Regions from separate parts of the Capra hircus genome. Here region 2 is linked to region 1. Evidence: chromatin contacts called from public Hi-C data. All regions are on one chromosome and are shown on one strand. The core of a region is the stretch at or near the end of the contact, and the rest is flanking DNA. Distances in the headings are between cores, read along the strand shown.

Evidence for each region. Hi-C and Micro-C count contacts between places; a contact is called where the count stands out from the background.
Region 2: a Hi-C map of blood shows a contact between it and region 1, with 7 times the contacts expected there. The contact joins the enhancer-like site here to the promoter of FMNL3 in region 1. A contact is called at or near these places in 2 of 5 Hi-C or Micro-C datasets (both in blood).

Annotation. Positions count from the first base shown.
Region 1 is chr5:29,801,183-29,806,454 of ARS1.2, reverse strand. FMNL3 (formin-like protein 3) reads right to left here and starts at 2,953. Exons shown (of 25, transcript XM_018047825.1): 1 at 2,563-2,953. The coding sequence starts at 2,688.
Region 2 is chr5:29,851,926-29,857,197 of ARS1.2, reverse strand. FMNL3 (formin-like protein 3) reads right to left here. Exons shown (of 25, transcript XM_018047825.1): 19 at 5,268-5,272; 20 at 5,035-5,164; 21 at 4,309-4,469; 22 at 3,908-4,009; 23 at 3,455-3,547; 24 at 3,057-3,180; 25 at 1,249-2,141. The coding sequence ends at 2,053. PRPF40B (pre-mRNA-processing factor 40 homolog B) reads left to right here. Exons shown (of 26, transcript XM_018047827.1): 25 at 1-92; 26 at 183-748. The coding sequence ends at 275. Among named protein-coding and RNA genes, the nearest start is that of PRPF40B, 22 kb to the left of the region's middle. Within about 2 kb of position 2,992, at least 1 of the 5 cell types and tissues checked has an H3K27ac peak or open chromatin away from gene starts, as enhancers often do.

The DNA.
Region 1 (5,272 bases), core at 1,704-4,203:
ACTTCTAGTTTTGTTAAATTTACACAATAACCTCATGTGGGAAATACTATTATTCTCCTCATTTATAAGAGGAACCTGGGACTTATAGAGATTAAGTAACCTCCTGGAGGTCAAATACTTTTCTAACCAGAGATTGTAAGGAGCCATATATGAGCCCATTTTGACTTGAAAATGCATATGATTACCCAGGACACCAGCGCATCACCTCAGCAAAACCAACAAATAACTTTTTCATAAACCACGTCAATCACAGTGAGGCTGACAATCTGGGAAAGAAAATGGTGAAAAAGGAGCAACCTGTCACACAACCAAAAAAAGAAACAAATCTATATTGAGTACCTGGTGCTAAGCACTTTATATACATACCTCACTTAATTCTCAAAATCCCACCAGGATGGGAATCATTTGCCCCATTGTACAGATGAAAAAAATCTAGGCTCAGAGAGGTTAAATCAGAGCCCCTGCCTTTTCTACTCTACTAAGCTTATCCTCACTGTTAGGAAACACACCTGAGCCTGTTCCAGGGTCAAACAGCCAACGGAGTTCCCAAAGGATGGCATATTTTAGGAACAGAGGAAAGAGGGATCTTTAAGAGCCCCCAAGAAGAACTGAAATCTCCAAGAAAGCATGAAAAATGGAAAAATGAGGTAAAATTCAACTAGCCCCCGGCCTGCCCTGTCCCAACTCCCCATCAGCAGCAGAAAGATCAAAACAAAAGCAACAAGGAAACAAATCAAAACTTTATACAGAAAGGAAGGCTTGCAAGTGGGTGGTCAGGTCTCTGGCTTGACCTGAGCTTGCTGGCTAGTAATCAGGATACCTTGTACATTTTGTGAATATTAAGCCATTAATCTGCCAGCTAAACAAACGTGTCAACCAAACTCCAAAGAGGACATGACCAACTCTGGTTTCGCGCTCTCACAACAACCAGCCTGGTAGCCCCTACCTAAGGCAGTCCCCCATCAGTCCACCTTTCAACAGCCCTTTCTCTCCAGTTCTGTAGCTACCTCATGCCACTTGACGGGGGTTTTCACACCCTTACTGGAGTGCAGATTCCCTCCTACTCTTTTCCCCAACAGTTGAGCTCTTGTTCTCAAGGGCACCAAGTCCCAGGCTCTCCTCGTCAGCCTCTGAGATGGCCACAGCACATTAGTAATCACTGACTCACCCCATCCTCCTGAGGAGGCTAGGGGAAATGCAGAGGGTCACAGGATGTGTGGCTCAGATCCCTCAGGCCCTTCACAGAGCTGATGGGCAAGAGAGGTGCCAGCTTCCCTTTGGAACCCCGTGGACCCTCTCTGATCCCGCTACGGTGCCAATGGGCTGATGTCAGGCTCTCCACCATTAGAGAGGCCAGGATCTCTAGACAGCTTCACTGATGCCAACAGATCTAATCTGCCTATTCTAAAGCAGATGAAATCCAATAAGGCTGCTAAGTCCACAACTTATCCCTCCTCACAGGCAAAGGCAAAGTCAGCCTTTCTGGCCATAGTAACAATAAAGGCAACATTGGCACTGCCTCTAAGAGAGTTCTTGGAGCAACTGAGAACTATTTCCCCAAGTTTCTCTAAGATTTACCTCTGTTAGCAAATGTTCCATCACCTAGTTCACTTTCTCCAAAATTTCATTTTTAGCTCCAACATATTCTCTGTCTCCATCTCAGTGATATCGATCAGATCTTCTGGTTCCAGACAGCCATTAACATCAATGTCCAATCCCCACATCAAAGGAGGGTCCCAAAGTCAGCCCTAAAACCTCACTTATACAGATCACTTAGGAACCTACAGAAAGACTAAAAAGAACAGGCACAAAACAAAAACCAACCACCAGGGCTTAACATAAAAAGGGGGGGTTGTGGGGGAGGCAGGATGGTTTGTGTATTGTTTCAATTGGAAAAATACACTAATGAAATGGTTTATCCACATGTTCAGTCCTTTTAGGCAAACCCACTTTAACTTTGCAGGATGCCTGCAGGCCGTTCTGAAAATAAGTAGAATGGCATCACTCTTTATTCCACCCCCTTCACGAGCTGCCAGCCCCTCCTCCGTTCCCCCTCCTCTCCCCTAAACATCTGGTCTGGGCTGGGAGTAGGACCCACTCCCTGGAAAGCCTCCATGTTAACAAGAGAGGCGGTCTCCCCAGTCAGAGAATCCGGACTGAGGATGAGGAATGGGCCGGCCCGGAGCTTCTGAATTCTCCCTCTCCCGCCAAAGTTTTAGAAATGAGAATCCCAGGGATCTGGGGAGACTGTCAAGGAAGTGGGGAGAAGTGCGAAGGGCGGCAGAAGAGGGAGGGAAGAGGAAGAACTCTGGATACTGGGGCGGTCCCGGGTTAGGGACCCCTCCTCCTAAGTGTCCAGAGGTAGAGGGTTCGCTCGGGAGGTCCCAGACGGGGCTGCTCAGCGCCTGAGAAGGCGCTGGTAGTCGAGGGCCATCGGGGGCCCTTACTGAAGGGGTGGGCCGGACCGAGGAATCCGGGCAAAGTCCCACCCGGGGCGCTGAGATCGGGGCGTGGGGGTTGGGGGGAGCGGTAGGAGGGGGAAGGGACAGGATCGGCTCTCACCAGCACCAAGGCGAACCTCTCTTCCAGCTCACAGGGCTCCGGCATCGGCATCTTGCCAGGCGGCGGCAGGAGCGAGACAGAGGGGGGCTCGCCCGGGCCCCCCTCGGCGCTCTCCAGGTTGCCCATCGCGGCGGGGCCCCCTCGGGGGCCTCAGCCCCCCCACCTCCACGCCCGGGGGTCCTGGGCTCGGCCGCTAGGACCCAGCTCTTCCCTCAGTGCCAGCTACCCCAGTCCCTACTCCTCCGCCGGGTCGGGGGCTCCTCGGGGTCCGACAGGAGGCGGTGCAGCGGACAGCGGCACCGCAGCGACAGGCACCGCGGCCACGGCTCTCACTCACACCCGCCGCCTCGCCGCTCTCAGCGCGCCGCCCCGGCGCTGCCCCTCCCCGCCCCCCGCGCTCTTTCCCTCCCCCCAACACTTCGCTTCCTCCCACCCACTCCGGGCCGGGACTCTTGCTTCCCCCCCGAGCTCCGACTGCAGCCGCGCGCCGCGCGCCCCATTCATGCAGACCCCGCCTCTCGCCCACGGGCCTCCCTGGCGCCACGCCCCGCCCCGCCCCCGCCTGCGCCCGATTGACTGCAGCAACTGCCAATCACAGCGCCTCCTGGCCCCCCCTTCCCCCCACTCGCTCCCGGAGGCCTCGCGCCTGGCACTTGGCGCGCCCTGGCGGCACTGGTGCGTATCTAATCACCGCAGTTGCTGAGGGCGTGAGGTGTGTCGGCTAGGGCGCGGGAAGCGGCCCTTTTCCACAACAGCTCATAATGTACACAAATAAGTAAGATATAGGGCACAGTGTGAAAAAATAACTACAAGAGAAATAGAAACAAGTAGGATGCTCAGAAGTGGGAGAGAGACCACATCTGTTAAAGAGTCAAGATAAGGGAGATCATATTTGAACCATTCAGGGATAGGGAAATACCGTAACTGACAGGTGAAAAGGCAGTTAAGAGGAGACAGGTGAAAAGGCAGTTAAGAGGAGAGGACCTTACCAACGTTCAGAGGTTGATCTGATTGGATGTGAAAATGGAGAGGCGGGACAATGCTGTTCTGGCCGAGGTGTGCTGGGTGGGTCATCATTTATGTGAGGGACATCTGTTGTTTCTGCCGGCCGAGCCTATATCCCTCTTCAAGTGATAGCACCCCATTTGGGAACTTTACGTTCCGCTGTTCTGAGTCTATGTAGAGCGGAATTTCATGCCTGTCCCAGGAGGTCCCTATGACCCAGGCTTTTTCTTCCTCTACCTTTAGGACTGTTGTAGGGATTGACACTTGACCCGGAATATAAAACTCATTTCTAAGGCTTTCACTGGAATCATCAGGAAAGAGGCACTGTCTTCCCAGAGTGGGAAGACTGCTGGATTGTGAGAATGTAAATCTGGAGCTGCTGGTGGCCGTCATGCCATCATCATAAGATCTCAAGCCTGTTTGAGAATGAAGTCATTGCAGAGGAAAGCAAAACTAAGGAGTTCTAATAACATGCTGAGAACTTGACTCCAGCAACTTCACTTGCCTGAAGTTATCACCTTTACTTTTCATTCATTTATTCAACAAGTATTTACTGAAAAGTTCATTATATGTCAGATACTGTTTGGATCATTGAAGACATATGTGTAAACCGAAAAAGGTATACAGGAAATTCCCTGATGGTCCACTGCCAGGGGCCAGGGTTCGATCCCTAGTCAGAGAACTGGGATCCTGCAAGCTGTGTGGTATGACCCCCCCCCAAAAAAAAAAAGATAGAAGCATACATCTCGCTCTCCTTGCTCTTCTGGGTAGGAAAAAAGGTGGACAATAAACTAAATAAAATGTACAGGTGTTAGTGATCAGTGTTAACAAAAATAAAATCGAGATTGGTGGTCCAGTGGTTAATACTCCACTCTGCCGATACAGAGGGCGAGGGTTTGATCCCTGGTCAGGGAACAACTAAGATTTCATGTCTCTTGGCACAGCCAAAATTTAAAAAAAAAAAAAAAAAGGGAAATGGAATAGAGGTGAAGGGGGTTACAATTTTAAATAGGACGATCAGAGCAGACCTCACTATTAAGGTGAGGTCTTGGATAAAAAGCTGAGGGAAGTGAAGAATTGAGTCATAGTACTATCTGGGGGAAGAATGATCCAGAGGAAATGTCAAGTACATGCTATGCTTGATGTGTTAGAGGAAAAGGAAGGAGGTCAATGTGACTGGAATGCGATGAGCAAGGGAAAGAGTAGTAAAAGATGAGATCAGGGCTTCCCTGGTGGCTCAGTGGTAAAGAATCCACCTGCAAATCAGGAGACTCAGGTTCAATCCCTGGTCTGGGAAGATCCCACTTTCCATGGAGCAACCAAGCCTGTGCACCACAACTACTAAGCTAGTGCTCTAGATCCAGGGAACTGCAACCACTGGAGCTTGAACACTCTGGAGACTGTGCTCCGAAACAAGAGTCGCCTCTGCTCACCACAACTAGAGAAAAGCCCACAAAGGAATGAAGATCCAGCACAGCCAAAAATAAATAAATTAATTAAATTATTTTCTGAAACAGATGAAGTCAAAAAGGTAACCAGAAGCCATATGGTGCAGGATAGTGTAGACTGTTTCAAGGACTTTGGTTTTTCTCTAATTAAGATAGTAGCCATTGGAAGATTTTGAGCAGAAGAGTGACATGATCTAACTTATGGTTTAAAGGATCTTCTGGCTCCTGCATGGAAAATGAAAGGAATAGAGGCATGG
Region 2 (5,272 bases), core at 1,743-4,242, 51 kb before region 1:
ATGAGAAAGAACCAGAACAGGACAAGGACAGGGACCTCCGGCGGGCAGAGCTCCCTAATCGCTCCCCAGCCTTCGGAATCAAAAAGGAGAAGGTGAGAGGCAGGCACCCGGCCCCCACCTGGTCAGCGCTCTGCGCAGGCCCTCGGGGAAGCCGTGGGTGAGCTGTGCCTTTACTCCACCAGACGGGCTGGGACACGTCGGAAAGCGAGCTGAGCGAGGGTGAGCTGGAAAGACGGCGGCGGACGCTCTTGCAGCAGCTGGACGACCACCAGTGACCTGATGCCACCGTGCCTCGGGTCTGCGTGAGGCTGTGGCTGAGTTCACCCTCGCTGTCTGCCCCAGACTTCATCCTTAGTTGGGTCTGTGTCCACCTTTTCTCAAGTATCCCCAACCCCAACCCACCATTTCTGGCATCTCCCAAGGTGCCTGTGGTGGTCAAGGGTCCCCTCAACTTCCCGGACAACTAGTGCAGTCCTTGCCCTCAGTCTCAGACCAGCGATTGTGGTGAAGGCCATGTGGGCGGGTGGTGCCAGAGGATAAAATGTGAGAAGGGGCTCCCAGAACAAGTGGCAGGCTGGTGGACACAGCCTGGGTGGCAGGGCCGGGTCCTTAGCCGCTAGCATCAGGGCCTGCTCCCACCTCCCGAGGCCCTGGGGCTCTACCACTCCTTCCTCCAGCCCTGGGGCCCACTGTATGTGTGTTTTGTTTTGGTTTTGTTTTTTAAATGACAATATTTATAACGGGGCCAGTGGCTCTTTTGTCTTGTCCGTGGGCTTGGTACCAGGGGCAGGCTGGGGACCAGACAGGTACACACGTGGCCAGCAGGGGGCACTGGTGCCTCATGGGTGGCCTGACTCCCTTTGTGAGGTTGGAGCCCATCTAAACAGGTTCTCCATGCCCAGGCTTCTGCAGTTACCTCCCCCAAGCATGGCAGCTTGGCCCAGCCTCCTGTCTGTCTCTGTGGCTTGCTGCTGCTTAGTCATGTCAGTCGTGTCCAATTCTGTGCGACCCTATGGACTGCAGCCTGCCAGGGTCCTCTGTCCATGGACTTCTCCAGGCAAGAATACTGGAGTGGGTTGCCATGCCCTTCTCCAGGGCATCTTCCCCACCCAGGGACTGAACCTACATCTCCTGCATTGCAGGCAGATTCTTTACCGCTGAACCACCAGGGAAGCCCCCCTGTGGCTTAGGTCAGCCTAAATGGCCAATGTAGCCCCTGTGCTCAGAAAAAGGAGACAGAGTCAGGCCTGGTATTTCAAGCCTTTGTTGAGAGAAGGAAGGTTTGGGGTTTATGTACAAGAAAGAAGAAATGGTACATGTACAAAAAGGAGTGGGCCCCTGTGTTCCCTTCAGGTACTGAGAAGAAACTGGCAGGGGATGGAGAAAACAGCTGAGACCACCATGACCCTGCCCCCTGCCAGCAAAACCTAGCTGGGGAAAAGTGAGGATGCTGTTGGCACCTCCTTTCTCTTGCTGTCTCCAGGTTGGGGAAGAGGAAACGACCCCTCTGCTCACATTGGCAAGGAGAGTCAACCTTGACTGCAAAGGGCCACGGGCAGGGAGCGTGGATTCGCTCTCTCCCCTTATCACTAGGGCACAGCTGGGCGGGCCCAGGCTTAGGAGAGCCTTGCTCCTAGTAGAAGGAGATCTGAGGCTGGCAGGGTCCAGGGCTCGCTAAGCTTGGACACTCCTACATCACAGCTGACCACTGGGACTCACAAAGTAAAGGGAAAAAAGAAGCGATAATTGCTTTCTCTTCTCTTCCCTCTGGCTCTAGTGACGGCGGGCCTAGGTGCCTGAGGCCTAGCTTAAAGCTGGAAATGGTTTTTCTAGCCCTGAGCTGGCTCTTGAGGAAATGAAGTTGAAGACCTTGGGAGCAAAGTGCAGTGCTGGAAGTGCCAGGCCCTGAAAGACCCAGTGCCCACAGAGGCGGCAGGCAAGCTCCAGCTTTGAGAGCTGGGATGGACTGAGAGCAGCATAGCCCTCTGCTGGGCCCTTGGCCAGTTCCAGGGCTTCAGGTGCACTGGTTGGACTTGGAGGACTCCGAGGGTCTCAGTGGGGGCCTGGAGCCCGAGGGGGGCCAGCAGGCGGTGCAGCACTCCTGGCTGGAGGGCAAACGACGAGGGGCTGCTGGTGGAGGCCTGTGGGGAAGACAAGAGGCCTGTGAACAGGCAGGGAAGCTGGGCCAGGCCCACCTTCTGTAGGCCCAGCCCACAGGCAAGTCTAGCAAAGAGCCAGCCGTGAGGCTAATGAGTGAGATTAAAAGAGGCTGGAGTGGACAGTCAGGGTGGACTCTGCATGTTCAGAACAACAGGCAGGGGTACTAGAGGTCACTAGGGAATGGCAGAAACAAGGTGGACTCGACAACAGCTAGAACCTGGGAAGAGACCCCAGGCAGATTGGATATCAGGAAACAGGTCAAGGGTCATCTGATGTCCCTGGGCAGAAGCCACTGCCAGAGCTCATTTGAGGAGGCAAGGACAATGGACACCCAGGCCCAGGACTGCAGCTGCTCTGCCTCAGTAATCAGAGGTGGCACCTGGTCCTGCCTATTTGGGCAGCTCCCTACCCCTTGGGTCTTAGTAGAAGCCAGGACAGCGTTAGTGGGAGAGCACCACTTCCCTGAGGGTACATGCAGGGGATCAGTCATGCTTCTCAGAGCACGGGGCATGCAAGGGAAGAAGTATGTGTCCCCCGTCACCACGAGGCTGCCAGAGGATGGTTCCAAATCATGCAGGAGAGGAGGTGCCTGTGGGTCCCAGCAGGAGTGCTGGGAGGTGGGCATGCAGAGGGCAGCTATGGTGCCCAGTACCTGTCAAGGGCCCCAGCCTTGGGGGTTAACAGTTTGACTCATCATGGTGGGCTGCATCACAGAAGAAGCGTGAGCCCCGCTTGGCAGTACGGGCCGTGAAAGGGACACTCTTCAGCACTGTGGCCCAGGAGAGAGACACAGTGGTCAGGCCCCATGGGGGTGGGGTGGGAGGAGGCCCAAAGGGCTATGGGAGGGGTGTGGGAGCCACTCAGTGGCCAGGCACCAGGGAGGGCAAAGGGCCCACCTGTGATGATGTCCTCAATGGTACCATCCTTCCCCTCGTAAACAGGCCGGTGCTCCTTGGCTTGGCGCCGCCTCAACTCTGCAATCAGCTCCTGCTGCTGCCACTTGTTCCGCTGAGATGGGGTCTAGGGCCGAGCATTTGAAGGGGAAGGGAGTCAGCACTAACCCTCCACGGGGCTGGTTCCTGCTCAGGATGCACTCAGACCCTGGAGTGCCCTGGATTATGCTTACCAGCACCCCCACCCCCATGGCTGGGAGTCCCCTCTCATAGACCCTCTCCCCAGCCCGTGGACTCCAGCATCAGGCCCTCTGGGTGGTCTTGGGGCTCCAGCTCTCTGCTCCACCCTCCCCCTAAGCCTCTGCCCTGTTCTCCAGGCCCCAGCTCTTGGTCCCACCCACCTTGGCATCCAGTTTCTTGGCTTCCTGAGCCAGCTGCTTCTCCCGCATTACCTCCTCCTGCTTCTTGCGGGCTTCATTCTCTTGTTCTGCTTCCTAAGAACCATGAAAGATGGTGTGTGTGTTTAAGGATGGTATGTGTGTGTGCTGAGGTTCACACAGGTTATGAGGGGAGGAGCTGACATTGAGGGTGGAGAGTGGGTGTCAGTGGGACCAGCAACCCCAGGTGGCCACCCTCTGGAGGGGTACTTCCTGCCCCAAACAATGACAGGAAGGGCCTGGGCCCCCACCCTGCCCACCAGTTCACAGCTAAGAGGCCTGTGGCCAGCTTCCATCGATCCCTCCCAGGACTCAGAGGAGGAGAAGAAAAAGGCCCAGACTTGAAGCCCAGCCCTCTCTACCCCTACCCAATTTCTCTGAGCCAGACTCCTCTTTAAAAACCTCTCTTCTACTCACCTTGTAAGAACGAATGAATCGGACAAACACTGGGAAGAATACAGAAGGAGGTGTGGTCTTGGGACTCTCGCCGAAGTAGCGTACTACCGCGTTGTAGGCTTCCTGGGGAAGGGGTGGGCAGAAGGGGTCAGCCCGGCGGGGAAGGGGAAGCCCAGCTCCCACCAGGGACCAGCCAGGACCAAGGAGAGGCAACAGTGGCCCCCACAGCCCCTGTGGGAGGGAAAAGAACAAGGGGCTCCCAGAGCACCCTCGAGTGCGTGTCTCCAGAGGCACCTGCCTGCCACCCACAGTGCCAGCCCCTGCCCCCAAATCAGCCAGCCAGCTGCCTGACGAAAGTTCTCCAAGCCAAGGACCGGAACCACGCCCACCAGAGGGGCATGGCGCCTCCACCCTGCGCTCACCTCGGCCGTCTTGGCGTCACGCTGGAGCTTGTCCAGTTTGCCTTCGTTGGTGCTAAGGAAGTTGCGCAGGACGCTGTTGTCATGTATGCTGCATTCCCGCCGGATCAGCTCCATGCCCCGGCCCAGCTCCTTCACGTCCAGCAGCACGTTCTCCAGGGACACTGTGGTCACCAGAGCCCGGACTGAGGACTACAGTCCTCCCCGCAGCAGAGACTAGCTTGGTTCCTCACGCCCTGCTTCCAGAGCTCCCACATGGATGGAGAGGGGCACACCAAGCTAGCCAGGCTCTTACAGGGGCCAAGGAGAAGGAGTGGAGGCTGTGGGCTCGTGACCCTCCAGATAGCCAAGGAAGGTGAGCCAGAGACTGCTGGGCTCCAACACAGAGCCGCCCCAGGCCTGCCCCGGTTTCATGAGGGGGACAAAAATAACCGCGACCCTATGTCTGTGGGGGGCTTCACACACATCACAGAGACACGCAGGCTCCAGGGCCAGCCTGTGGGGGCAAAGAGCCGCGGCTGCCTTTCTCTACCAGCTCCCATAGCACCCGGGTGGGGTGAGGGGCCTGTAGGAAGGCTCTCTCTGGGGTGGCCCCTGCCCATAGCCCCAGTGGAAAGCTTCGAAGTATCAGAAAGAAAAGCCAGAAAGGCACCCAAGCGTTCTCCTCATAGCTTCTGGGGATTGTCCTGGGCTGGACACAAGGGTGGGCTCGCCTGGCCGGGCTCTCACCTGCAGCGGCTTTCTCCACAAAGTGCAGCTCATGCCAAAAGTTAGCCAGGTCTGGGTACTTCTCCTTCACCGTCAGGGCGATGAAATGAAGCAGGGTCATCTTCCTGTCGGTGGACTTGGTGTCCAGCAGCTGGTCGAGGGGGGCAAAGGGCAACGCAACAGGTCTGAACACCTGGGTTCCACAGCTGCTGCCCCTCAAGCTCCCTGGCTCCGTGTCGCCCCTACCCTCTTACCAGAT